Regions from separate parts of the Zea mays genome. Here region 1 is linked to region 2. A link is a contact called in public Hi-C data. All regions are on one chromosome and are shown on one strand. The core of a region is the stretch at or near the end of the contact, and the rest is flanking DNA. Distances in the headings are between cores, read along the strand shown.

Region 1 (6,782 bases), core at 245-2,744, 290 kb after region 2:
CTACTGCAATATCAAAGAACACCATACAATTCTGACCCTCACTTTGATTAAGGCAACTAAACAATGGTTTAAAGTGACAGGATCCGCAATACTTGTTGTAATCACAACTATACAGTCTGCAAGTTTAAACTTCAATTGAAAACAAATATTGTTCTTTTGTAAATGTTAAAACTAATGACGACCTATATCGCTAAATGTCTTGTCCAAAACATGTTGTCGATATTTGCAGTCAGACCATGGATGGCTTCATTCTTTTGGATCAGCAGCCTACAGAATGCACATATTAAAAAGGAAATTACATTAGTAACTGAAATGGGCTGACATCTACAAAGGGAAAACTATATATGTACCGGTGACATGATACTAATTAGTAGCAGCTCTTGGATAACGAGCAAAACTGTGCCTTCACTTGAGAACAGATGCTCTAGGTATGCAGAACTAAGTAAAATGAAATCTGTTTACTAGTTGACGGTGTTAAGGTGTGTCCTCTACGCTAGCCGGTTAACAGTTATTGGGATAGTGTTAACATTAATCGTCTAATCGTGCCCCTGATCAGGGAGCTATTCTAACTATTGGTTGCAGTCTCTAGTTACACGACACCATATCAATAGATTAAGGGGGCCGACGGGTTTAGCCAACGCTAATCACTCGATCACAAAAGTCTAATCGACACTTTACAGAGGTCCTTATCACCTAAGCGCTCAGAGTGACTGGAAGAGATGCGGCTCATGGCTTTGATCCGCGTAGACTCCCCAACGGGATCAGGATCTAAGCTTCCCCTGTAGGTGCCAACTGCCAATAGAGGAGTCACTCCATCGCCGACCAGCGACAAGAACCAGTCTCCTCGCCACATGCAGGGAGGTGGAGGAGGCAGATCTTCGCTGTAAGACGCCGCCGCCATGGCTGCTGCGATGAACAACAATGAAGGTATGTACCTCTGTTCCTCTCAGTATAATAGATCTAGTCGTTATCGAGGAATTGTAGTTACGAATTGGTATTCTGGAGGCTTAGGAATCGATCCTAGGCACTATGAACATTGATCAGAAGCTACAACTACAATATGAATCCTGCTGTGTAAAAGGAAGTTCAAATTGGCTGGTATGAATAAGAACTGAAAACATGGCTGTCATGAATAAGAACTGAACACAATAATGTTTTCATGACTGTAGAAGCTACATGTTTCATTGGTTCGTGCAGGAGCTTTCAAAAAAATGCACATGTTCACCTGAGATTGTTTACACACCAACAGAAATGTAAAGTCAGGAGCTCAGGACAATAAAGCATTACTACTCAATACCTGTTCTGTTGTGCCTGTTGTAGCTTGCGCCTCCATGGCATCACAGGGAGCGGGAGGCCGGCTGGCCGGCTGGGTTTCAGACGACGGGGTGGGTGGGGGTGGGAGGTGTCAGTGGCGCACGACGCCACAGGAAGCGGGAGGCCGTTGGGGGATCACTAGGGGGCTGGCGGTGGCACTGTGAGGCTAGCGACGGCGCGTCGCAGGAGCTGCAGGTTGGTTTCCCATCGCCCGAGACATCGTTTACTCCGGTGCAGACGTGGGGCGCTTGCGGGACGCTCGGCTCTCGTGCCAAATCTCTATTCAATAGTAAGGTGGTAAGGGATAGTTCCGTCACCGTACTGTCTTTCTCATTCTAACTTTCCCGCAAAGTCCATTCTCATTCCTAGCTGTCATTCCGTGTTCTGCCATTTACATTCCTTCTCCCCGTACTGTCTTTCTCATTCCCTCTCCCCGCAAAGCTCATTCTCATTCCAACGTGCATCTCACGCCTAGCTAAAATTAAATTAAAAAACACAAATGTGCCCCTCAAGCAAATATGCTCGTAGCTACCACTACCACATGTGTGTTTATATCAATATCTGTTACAGTAAAAATATCTACTACATCTGTCTTAAAGCCTACCGGCTACCCTTGCACAATGTGTAGTAGTAGATAATTATCAACGAGATTCCTGAATTATATTTTTAGATAGAGGAAGTACTATTTAAAGAAGAGTCTTGCATGCAATTTTTTTGTTTGATGTTTTCAACTTAAATTCTTTTTTTATATGTGTGACATTTATTCTCCGTAATATATTTTTCATGGATCTGACTTGTGAGTCATTTTCATAAACCAACGCCAAAGATAAATCCATGTTTCTTATTTGGAAACCCCGAACAAACACCACTGGCAGGAAGCGCTCGCATTGGCGTCGCTCATCGACGACGAGAAAAGCTTGGTGCCTGTCAGTTCGACCTCTGGAAGTTATACTACGTGACTGCATGCGTCGCTGTGTTCGACAAGCTCCGGCGCAGCCGCCGCTTGGACGCGGTCCAGAGTGGCTGCACCACGCTGTCCATCTTCAAACAGGGGGACCTCATGGTCGTCGCCAAACGTCGGCGACTCTCGGGTTGTTCTGGGCACCGCATCCGACAACGGCGCTGTCACGCCGTCCAGCTCATCATCCACCTGAAGCTCAACCTGCCATGTAAGTCACTACTGACCGGCCATGAATTCTTGTGCGCTGGGACGACGATCGTTGCTGACGTTGTGTGAATGTCCTCGAACAAGATGTATGTAGAGAAGTAGCACATCTGGTGGTGCAAAGGCTAGGTGTACTACCTCGCTGATGAGCCCGGGGTGCACTTCGTTTGGCAGCCTAGCCAAGAGTCATCGATACTCGCCATGTCGTGCATGTTCAATGATTACTATATCAAGGACTATGGCGTCATCTTGGCCAGAGGTGACGCAGAGGATGACCGATAGCAATGACCACTCGCCATCGTCGGGGTAGCTTTTGTGCTGGTCTGCCTTTAATTCTCTTCGCAAACACATGCATTTGTCTTTTTTGTTTAAGCAAGCGTGTATGGTGGTGCGTACCTGATGACTGACAGTGTACGAGGGAACTTCTAACGGTAGATGTGGCACGTGCTCTTTAATAATGAGACCATACAGATCGTGGCATATATCAAAAGTCTGCATGATATTGATGGTTTCAATGTAGTAGTGAAACAACTAAATTAAAATAACAAAATTTATATATGGCCAGGATTACAAATAGATTATGAAACATTTTTTATAACAATATAAGACATATTTTATATATAAGTTATTATGTTATTATATGTTCTCGTTGCAACGTACGAGCACTCACCTAGTCGACGAATGAAGACGCGAAAGGAGAGGCAGCCGCGGGGATTGGGAACGATACTGTAGGCGCAAATATGCGCACGGAAGCGTCCAGTTTACTCATGCAACGTGATTGGAAGCAGGGATAGAGATGTATTGGAGCTCGGTTTTTATTTTTTTTCCTACAACAATTTTTCATTTACACTAATTCAGCTCTAGATTAGTATAAATTGAAATTAAATTTATGTCTCAAAATAATCTGAACCTTTTCATTTTTTTATTCGGTTAAACTCATCATATATTATAAAGGTTTGAGAATTTTTTTAACAGACATCGATTCTATCTATAGCTTATTAAATATGGAATAAATACATAAAGATAATACACAAGTTTATATTAGAATCTATATATCAAAAGAATAATTAGCTTTGAGAGATACATGAATTAAATGATGGATTTAATCTTATCATGAGATTGAGTGTGAGGTATTGATTCACCAATCCAAACCCGAATAAAATTTATGGTGTGATTTTATCCTTTTAACCGAACAAGGGTTTAGTGGGCTCTAGAGGATTATGCACTCCGGGATTCAGAATATTGTTTCCCTGCCTGAGAACACAATCATTCCAATCGATTCATGCAATGAGAAGCCGCAAAGTTAAAATTCATTTGTCTAGGCACACTGGCCGTGTGACCCTACACACCTACCAAAGATCTGTTTGCAAATTCCTATTGTCATCAGATAAAAGAAGTTTGCATTCTCGGAAGTAATAAAAGAACAGAACTGCAGATTTCAGAGTTCGTGAGAGATCAGGGTTTTCAAAACACACCTACCAAAGATCTGTCGTGCAAATTCCTATTGTCAGATCCGGTAAGGCCGAGCGTAGCTCTACTAGTTACCGAAACAGAAGATCTGTCGTGCAAATTCCTAATGTAAATCATTAGGCGCATTATCAGGTCCACAAGGTGTACATGATTGGAAACTACACCTTTCAGGATCAGAAATAGGCACAAAAAAGAATGGAAGTAGACTCACCCTTGATGGGGCCAGCCAATCATGAACAAAAAGATTGCCAGGGATAAAATTGACAGCAACCAGCACTTTCTCATTTAGAGCAAAAGGATACCACAGTCATAAGCTTTAGCAAACACTATGCTGAAAATGTTCTCAGACCTAGCTAGCTAGCTGCTGCCCTGAATGAACTTCTCAAGATCAGATATAATGCAAATAGTTTTTTTAGTACACTATCCCAAGAAGAACAGACACTACTTTTATTTGTTATTATTGATCAGATGGGGTCGCCTCCTCCAGGTCAGATGGGCAGAGTTGCCACCGCCTTCAGCTTTGGCTTGTTCTCTTCCTTGACCTCCAGCAGCAGCATCACCACGGACCTCATTGACGGGCGTTTGGTTGGAAGGTTTGAGACACAGAGCAGCCCGATTTTCAGAACCATGCACATCTCGTCCTTGAACTGCTCGTCGAGGTTCTGGTCAAGCACAGACTCTAGCCCGTACTGCTCAACTTTGGCAGTCACCCACGCCACCAGGTCCATCTCGCCAATCTCTGCTGCCAGCGGCTTCTTTCCGGTAACGAGCTCAAGGATCACCACACCAAAGCTATATATGTCACTCTTTTCAGTGACATGGAGAGTGTAGGCATACTCTGCAACCCATAATAGATCAGTCAGCTCTAACCTGTAGATTCACTATACTAGAGTACTTTTCAAAAACTATGTAGAGCAACTAAAGAAAATACAAAGTAAAAAAAAAACTGAGGCACAACAGCAACATATGTAAACATGCAGAAACTACAGCAACTAACCAGGAGCAATGTATCCACAAGACCCTGCAATCATGGACATGGTAGCCGGGCCATCCCCAATAGTCCTTGCAACACCAAAATCTGCAATCTTGGCACCATACTCCGCGTCGAGCAAGATGTTGTTCGACTTCACATCTCGATGGACGATCACGGGCTTACAGTCATGGTGCAGGTATGAGAGTCCTTCAGCAGCGTTAACAGCAATCTTATACCTCATGGGCCAATCCAAGATGTGGCGTTTCTCACTGTGGAGCACATCCCCCAGGCTACCATTTGCCATGTACTCGTAGACAAGCAACCTGCTGCCGTTGTTTGTGATGCTGCACGCAAGCTTTACAATGTTCCTGTGCCGAACTTTGCTTAGCATGGCAACCTCAGCCTTAAACGAGTCTATGCTTTTGCTCGCCGCACCGCTAGGCCAGAGCTTCTTGACAGCCATGGCCTCACCCTGTGGCCCAACAACCACCTTGTACACCTTGCCTGCGCCACCCTGGCCAATCACGTTGCTCTCATCAAGGTTATTGACAATGGCCCTCTCGCTAAAATCCACCTTGTGGAAGGATGTCAGCACCCAACTAGATTTTCCATCATCCAATTCAGCAGCACTGATCTTGTACATCCTGTACTTGTATCCGAACCAAGCGATGCCAGTGAGTAGGATGATCCCACTGACACCTATGATGGTGACCACCATCTTGATAATCTTGCTCTGTCTGCCATCAGAATTGCCATTGCTACGGCAGAACCCATAGCACAGGCCAGGGTTGCCCAAGAAGCTGTCTCGGTACTCCAAGCCATTGAAGAAACTGGGTATAGGCCCTGAGAGCTTGTTATAGGATATGTTGAAACGAGCCAGTCTGAGATTCCCCAACTGCACGGGCAACTGACCGGAAAGCTCATTGTGTGACAGATCAAGCGTGTTTATCTCGACGATCTCCCCAAGCTCCTCAGGAATGTTCCCACTGAGATGGTTATCTGAAAGGTCCAACTGTGTCAGTTTCTTCAGCCTGCCAAAGTCCTCTGGGATCTCTCCAGATAGAGAATTGTTGCTCAGATCAAGATTGTAGAGTATCGAAAGGTTGACAATCGACCGAGGTATGGGTCCGGTGAAACCATTGTTGGAAGCCTTGAACTCTTGCAGGTTTTCCAAGGTCCCAAGCTCGGCAGGTAGAGTGCCTGTGAACCGGTTGTCCTGTAGAAGCAGCTTGGATAGGCTCTTGGCACCAGAAATGGCAGGATCAACCGACCCTGAGAGCGCATTCTCGCGAATCTCAAGCAGGCCCACGTTGGGCAATCCCCAAAATCTTGGTGGCACTGGGCCAGACAACCTGTTGCTCTGCAGCCGCACCCTCACGAGTGTCCGGCATTCCCCGAGTTCAACCGGAATGGGGCCCTCAAACTCGTTGTCCAGCAACATGAGCTCCTCCAGTTTCCCGGACGCACAAAGCGTCGCCGGAATTGGACCCGACAGCCGGTTGTCCGACGTGTCCAGGAATGAGAGCGGGCAGTTCTTCCCAAGCTCCGCCGGCAGCGGCCCTGAAAGCTGGTTGCCGAAAATCCTCAGGTCAGATAGACTTGGCGTCGTCCCCAACGTCATCGGCAAGTGACCGGACAGATTGTTCTGGTAGACATGCACACTCACAAGCCCCGGCGCCGCGAACATGTCCTCCGGTATCTCCCCGGTGAGCAGGTTCATGGAGATGTCCAGTGAATGGAGCTTCTTGAGGCCTCCCAGCCCCACGGGAATAGCACCCGAGAGCTGGTTCGAGAAGAGCTCGATCTGCTCCAAAGAAGTCAGGTTCCCAATGCTTGGTGGTATCTCACCAGACAAGCTGT
Region 2 (7,352 bases), core at 692-3,191:
TCCAAACCGACTTGGATAACGCGATTAATCGGACGACTTGAAAACAATGCTGGTATGCTACTCTCATGCCATCCACATGGCGTGCGCACACCCATCTCAATATGCATCTACAACTTATATGGCAAAATAACCAGTCATAATGATCTTTGTGAACCATCAAGATAATTTTTTATTTACTCTCTTCAAAACTGTGTTCCCATATTGCAGCTTTTTAAATAACTAACAAACAATGTTATGCAAACTAAAGAATTGCTCAAAATAAATTAATTCTTGGACACCCTGGTTATAATAACCCATTCAATCGAACTAACAATTTGTCCATTCATCTACCAGGTTGGAAAGTGGCATGGACTAAAAGTTACCTTGGGCAAGAAATTGAGATACATCCAAGATGCAAAACAATACCACTGGTACGATGGTTGCGTCCTTCTGATGACTGAGAAGGAGTCAAAGTAGGATATGTTGTAGGTGGCTGCTGAGGTTCTTGATCCAAATGTCTGTTTCGATGAACATACCGCCAATAAATAAGAGGAAGACTAGCAATGCAGCCAAGTGTATATCCAATTATCCATGCGAACAAAGGAGCATGGGGATGTTCATGTCTTGAAAAGATGAGGATGACAATAGCAGCTACAACCTGAGCAATGTACATGACAATTTCAAACGAGATCCATAAACCAGAATTCCATGGACTTCTTCCATGACCATATATACTATCTCTTCTAGGAAAAGATAAATTTCTGGTGCTATAAGCAGTTGGTGATATTGATGGCGAAGACTCTGATGACAGGGTTTGTGTGCTTGTTGATAGCCTATCTTCCTGATGTGGTTCATCCGAGTCACTGCACATATCTTGATGACTGGTTGATGTTGATGCAGTTTCCCCATGTGCTACACTTATAACATGATGTACACCATCACAGGAAGTGTGCGCCATTAATAACTTGGATCTACCAATGTCCAGCTTAGTTCTTATGTCGAATGGGCACTACCATATGTAGCGCAATAATGAGTTTCTATCTTTCTAACCAGATGTTACCATCGGCCATCATATTAACTAACATACAGATGGCTGAAATGTTGATCCTCAATAATCTACTGAACTTTGAGTTGTGTGCTAGGTAACTTCTCTTGCTTCACAGAAGATCCCCACAGAGGTAGCCTAAGCTACAAATTTGAAAAAGGATTTCTCATGTACCTTTTGTCATATACATGCAAACATAGTAGAGTTATTCGTAAATATACTGAACCACTATACAAAAAATATTAGTTCACGTAGGCTAAGCTGTGAGTATTAGATTCGATTACTGTGAAAGGCCATGATTTATGAGTTTAATCCGAGGAAGTGTGAATTTTTAGCGTAAACTATCAATACTATCCAAATTGATTGCTGGAATGGAACTTGATGTAACTGGGACCTCTTATACAGAACGCTTGTAGAGAACCGGAAACCTGCTCTGCTAGGGAAATGACCCAGGAGACCAGCCTGATAGACTATCTATGAACTTCAAATAAGTCACTAATTTACTAATGGTATTGGCTCGCAAGGAGAAAAAGAATAGCCCTACAAAATGACTCTCTTAAAATCTATGTCTGGAAGTCCTTTTAAGATAGGTTAACATAACATATGCTATGCTTAACAGCTTCGCAAGAGGAACTGAGGCGTGAGACCAAGATAGCCGAGCAATAATAAGACCCGATAATATTTGCAAAAGAAAATCGAAATAGTAGGCATAGTAATACATGTAAGCATTTGTAGTTAGATCAGATCCGAATACAAATAGCCAAACAGTTTAATTTAGGGTTTGGGTAGGTTTTGTAAGGTATGGAAGAGGAAGGGGTGGACATACATGGTGGGTGCTCGTCGCCGGGGAAGGGCCCGGCGAATACCTAGGAACCTAGTGTAGGGCTGCGGCAGCGGTCACCCAGACGTCGCCACGGGAAGGATAGCGCCCGCACGCGGGGTGAAAGGGAACAGAAAACGCCGGGGTAATCGGCCGAGCAGGTGCGGATGCTCTGCCCGAACCAGACCAAGAGGAAGAAGTGGAGGATGAAGGGGAGGCAGGCAGAGCAGAGCAGCGGTCCCTTTCGTTTTGGCACGGAGGGACGAGGGAGTATGAGTGAGAGTGGTCCCATGGACCTGGCGTATGCGTGTTAGGAGGGCGTGGCTGACACCTCGCTTCTAGCAAGAAGAACGTGTCGGCTATGGTAGGTAGCCACAGCGATTTTCGCAATCTTTTTATACATTTTATTTGTCTCTTCCCTCGCAGTAAGAACCAAGAAACTAAAGGGATTTTACCTTTGTTTTATAGTAGAAGTATATATAAAATAAAAGGAATATATTACGAATTTATAATTTTTTATGTTTAATGTAATTAAAAATACAGTATAACAATACATAGGGCGGCGTTATTCATCACTCAGCGAGACATAACCCTACCTAATTAAATCCTACAAACCACCACTCGCACCAGCCCACCCAACTGATTCCCCATGTCGCCGCTCGCATGACCCACTCGACCGCCGTCTGTAATTAGTCAAACTCTGCTTCGATCCAGTCGTTGCACCAACGTCCACAAATTTTCGGTGTGGTGCCTTCATTCATCTGTCGCAGCAGTCAGCTCTCGTCCTCGACTCAACACTTTGAATTGATGAGAATGTCTGAAGTAACCCTTAAATGGCTGAATATTTGTTTTTATTGTACATTGAAGTAAACATTGAATGGCCAAAATAAACCTTGAATAGCTAAATATTTGTTCATGTTGTACGTTAAAGTAATCCTTAAATGGCTGAAGCTGAAGCAAACCTTGAATTGCTGAATATTTGCTAGTATGCACTACGGGTTGCGGGCGAATCAACCCCATCAAGCTTTGTTTTGAACTACCAACCCATCCTTGCTTTGATTGTTTTTTAAAACCCATTTTGTACCAATTAGGTGGCAGTTTTGAGGCGGTGGAACCAAAACCCAAATCTGGTTCCTCTCAAAGTTTTTAAGCTCCTCATGCATGGCATTGGCCTAGTTAGGATCAGAGAAAGTGTTTCCAACATCCTGAGGCTCAAAAGAAGCAACAAAAGAGAGTGAGAAAAGTGATAAATCCATTGTGGCATATAGTGAGTGACTCACTCGTGAAGCTCCTCGAACATCTACTGAAGTGGGTGACAACGTTGAATGTGTCGTGGTGCATCCTCGAAGAGGTTAACATCAGCCTGATCGCCTCCATGCCTAGCAGGCTGTAGCTCGAGTGGACCCCAAGTCGTGGAAGAAGTGATGTCGAGTCTGTTGGCCGAAGTAGTGGAAGCAGGCTCGACTGGTACAACAAGTGAAGATGGCTCGGGATTACCTCAATCGGTGTCGTCTTGTTCCTCCTCTACAAAGATGGTCTCACCCATCTGACCTGGACCGCATGCTCAAAGATAGAGGATGGATTAGGCGAAGTTTCATCAAAGTTCACCTCAGAGGTCTCCATGATACTATTAGTTTCAAGGGTAAGAACATGGTAAGCATGGTAGTGTAATGCATAACCAAGAAAAACACCATCAGTAGACTACAACTCGAATTTGTTCAAATTGTGATGTTTCAACATAAAGCATCTGCAGCCAAACATCCTGAAATGGCTAACATTGGGTGTCCATCCAAATCGCAACTCATAAGAAGTCTTGTTCATAAAAGCACAAAGAAATATGCGATTGGACACATGGCAGACAATGTTGATAGATTCGGCCCAAAATCGCCTAGGAGTCCTATGCTCATCGAGCATCATTCTAGCCATCTTAACAAGGATCTGATTCTTGTGTTCAACAATGTCATTCTGTTGGGGCACATGTCACACCTGGATTTAAGGACAAATCCAGATATGGTGACATGTGTGTCAGGATCAAGTCTCACACATATGGCGACTCGGGGTACAGAAAACAATGTCACATCTTTATTACATAATAGAAGTTTCTGTACAAAATAACTAAATAAATTACATGACTCCTCCATAGCCCTAATTGACACTACAGGAAAACGTTCAGTTTCCGACGGCCTAAACCGTCGGAAATAAGCACTGAACCGTCAGAAGTAGTTACTTCCGACGGCTTAAGGCAGGTCCCGTCGGAAGTAACGCCGTAGGGGATACCCAGTCGGAAGTATCCGCGTTTCCGACGGGGCCATCGGAAATAAGTTTATTTCCGACGGCCGGCGTGGGACCGTCGGAAATAAAGTGAGGTGGGCCCCGCAGACGGCCGGCCGTCGGCGCCTGACGCCGTCACAACTTATTTCCGACGGCCCCGTCGGAAATAAGGGGCCGTCAGAAGTAATTAAAAAACAGAGAAACAGAATTTGCCTGCTTTTTATTTTACAAACAATCACACAAATTCAATCAATATCCAGTTTCCAATAATTCATCCAGAATCACATACAATACCACAAATATCCATAATTCATCGTTTCACATGAAACACACAATTAAATTCACAAAATGTTCATCCGTCCACAAATTAAAGCACAAGTTCACAAGTTCACATGTTCACAAGTTCACAAGTTCACAATAGCACAAGTTCGTTCACAATACCACAAGTTCACAAGTCCATAGTACGAGAAAAACACAAGGAGACAAACTACTCAAATGGAGGAGGTTGATCAAATGGATGGGGTTGATTTGATCTGCTAGCTCCTCCGCTGTTTAGAAGACCATCCACAAAAGAAGCGACTGCATCTTCAGAGTCCTCATTTCCCGGAGTTAGCAAGTTTCCTGGAGGGACCTACAACATTCAAAAAAAATGTGTTAGTAGTTAAATTCTTGTTATGCAATGTCAAAAGAAAAAGTCAAGTAATATAACCTGAGGTGCAGGTGTGGGCCAACTAAATTGTGGAGTCGGTACAAACTGCGGGATAGGTGGAGGAGTTGGCATAGTCATGGCTGAAAAATCTGGACGTTGTCCTAGTGCTATTTGCTGAAAGAAATTGAAAGCTATGTTACGAGGATATATTAGAAAATATGTGCTCCAATTATAGTAGAGGCTCACGAGGATCTAATTACCTGCATCATCTCCTGCTGTCGTGCAAATTGAGCAGCCCAGTACTCTTGTTGTTGCTTGTTATACTCCTCCTGCCGCCTCAAAGCTTCCTGCACCCGGATCAGCTCGGCGTTTCCTTGGGTACTAGAGCGAGGACCACGGCTAGACGACCTCGATGGGTGAGACCTTTCAGGCCTCACCTGAGTCGAGTCGATAACACTACCAAACATGGGGTAACTACAAAAAAATAGAAAGAAGTTAAACACGCAACACATCATGTTAAAAAAGATCAAATCGACGAATTAATAATAGCAAACTCACCGTCCATGAGGTTTTCCGCCTCCACTAGCATACACAATCTGAGGATCGATAGGCTGATTCATCCAATCATAGTCTTGCCCATGCTCCGACATCATGGAAGCACCATATGAGGCCTGACAAATAATAAACAATGCAGTTATATTTTTCTCGACTCTTAGAATAGAAGTGCATTGTAACTAGTTGCGAAAGTCTCACCACACGCTCAGCAGCTGACTGAGAACACAACTGTTCTGGATTTGTAGGATCCGACCCCCTGTGACCTCTAAGGTAAACCTGAACATCACTCGGCGTAACACCAGAACTAGCTTCCTACAGGCAAAAGAAAATAACATAAAACACATAGAAGATTCATGATATGCACGACCATAAATTACACTTACCATGCGCTTTGCCAAACGAACGTGGCCATCACCACCATATCTGTGGTGAACATCATGCCCACGATTTGAGCTGTTTCTCAATGAAACACCTTTAAATCCATCTGTTGCCCAATATTTGCATACAGCCCGCCAACCAACCTCATTTGATGCCATCCATGGCACCGAGTCTGAAAACTTTATTTCGATCCAATGTATTGTTAGTACTAACACTTGGACATGAATTAGGATAAAAACAATTTACCTCAAGATATTCTTCTTTGGTTAAGTATTTGTTTGATGCCTCACTTTTGGAACGTGGCCGACGTCCTTCCTGCCTTAATATGTAATCAGAAGTGACCTGGATCCGAGCATAATACATCTGATCCCTAACCAAGGTAGTCGCGCTCTTGTTAAAAACGATCCGTGCACGATCGTTCATACTTCCATCTTCAGGCAACTTGTAACGTTTCTGAAAAAAAACAAGAAACAAGATTTTTAGCACATTGTATAGTTGAATCAATTCAAGTTGGGCTAGAGAACATACCCAGAACTCATGCCACACAGCACCTTGGGCATTCCTATGTTCTGCATTGAACGCGAGCCCGTACTGATCCCAAGACATACAAGGCACCTCAACGCCTTTCTCCATCACTACACCAGGCCAGAGATATTTGCATATACTTCCCAAAACTTTATTCACCTGTGTGCGACGTCCTTGACCTTGAAAAGATGCATCAATCCAAGACCTGCAACCACATTGTACAAAAGAAGCATTAACAAATTTCATATAATGTATGAACAAATATTTAACATTAGAATCAACTCACTCGTCGCCACATGGTACGATCAGAATCTTATCCTCCTCACGAGCAGGAACTTTAGGAGGAGGCACCCAATGTGTTTTCCTCGACTTCCGTGCCCGAGAAGACCCTCCACCACTAGAAGCTCCAGCATCACTGCTAGGCCATGAGTCCCATCCGCCTGCTGACCCTCCACCCTCAAACTGACCACCACCAGAAGACCACCCATCTCCAGCTCCACCTCCAGCATCATCTTCCTGCTCATAGTCTGCATCGGCCGCATCGTAATCGGCCGCATCCTCACCCCTCGCCTCCTCCTCTTGAGTCTCGTTAACATCCTGCACATGAAACACTTTAATCATTAGATTCATATAAACATTACTATATTGAAATAAAATAATAATTTAGAGTAATCACACCTGTCCCTGCATATCAGGTGGAAGATGTTCCATCAAAGCCTGTCGTCTGTTGCTCGAGAGCGACTCGGTACCTTGGAACAGACACTCTTGTGCTTTGCTTCTTCCTGAAGAAGAAGAGCCCTTCGTCATGCCCTTCACAAAATTCTTCAACTTTCGAGCCACCATCCTGCATATTGAAAATTATATTAGTATAACAATAAAGAGATAACAACATAGTATAACAATAAATTAAATTTTAATTCATCAAAATAAATATTTACTTCTTAATCATATTCGAAATCAGGATTAATTTGTTGTCTTCTCAAGCGCGTCGACTTTCTCTCGGGCGTCTTTTTCTTCTTCGACTTTCGTTTCCTTTTTGGAGGAACTATTACATCATTAAGATCGCCCGCTACTGAATCTGGCTCCATTGTTGTTTCTATATTAAAAACGGGTAGAACTTCAATTTCTTG

What was found. Hi-C and Micro-C count contacts between places; a contact is called where the count stands out from the background.
Region 1: a Hi-C map of ear shows a contact between it and region 2, with 2.4 times the contacts expected there. The contact joins the enhancer-like site here to the promoter of LOC100279906 in region 2. A contact is called at or near these places in 5 of 25 Hi-C or Micro-C datasets (bundle sheath, ear, leaf and 1 more).

The regions. Positions count from the first base shown.
Region 1 is chr7:93,464,742-93,471,523 of Zm-B73-REFERENCE-NAM-5.0, forward strand. It overlaps the pseudogene LOC100304321. Among protein-coding and RNA genes, the nearest start is that of LOC100279578, 47 kb to the left of the region's middle. Within about 2 kb of position 1,495, at least 6 of the 20 cell types and tissues checked have an H3K27ac peak or open chromatin away from gene starts, as enhancers often do. A contact at or near this core is called in ear, where this site is marked.
Region 2 is chr7:93,171,928-93,179,279 of Zm-B73-REFERENCE-NAM-5.0, forward strand. LOC100279906 (RING/U-box superfamily protein) reads right to left here and starts at 1,942. Exons shown (of 5, transcript NM_001152858.1): 1 at 1,851-1,942; 2 at 363-1,198. The coding sequence starts at 937. LOC118472947 reads right to left here and starts at 5,232. Exons shown (of 3, transcript XM_035960965.1): 1 at 5,025-5,232; 2 at 4,825-4,938; 3 at 4,417-4,746. The coding sequence starts at 5,231. The coding sequence ends at 4,603. It overlaps LOC109941239 (a long non-coding RNA gene), which reads right to left and starts at 5,811. Exons shown (of 3, transcript XR_002263875.1): 1 at 5,703-5,811; 2 at 5,518-5,631; 3 at 5,349-5,435.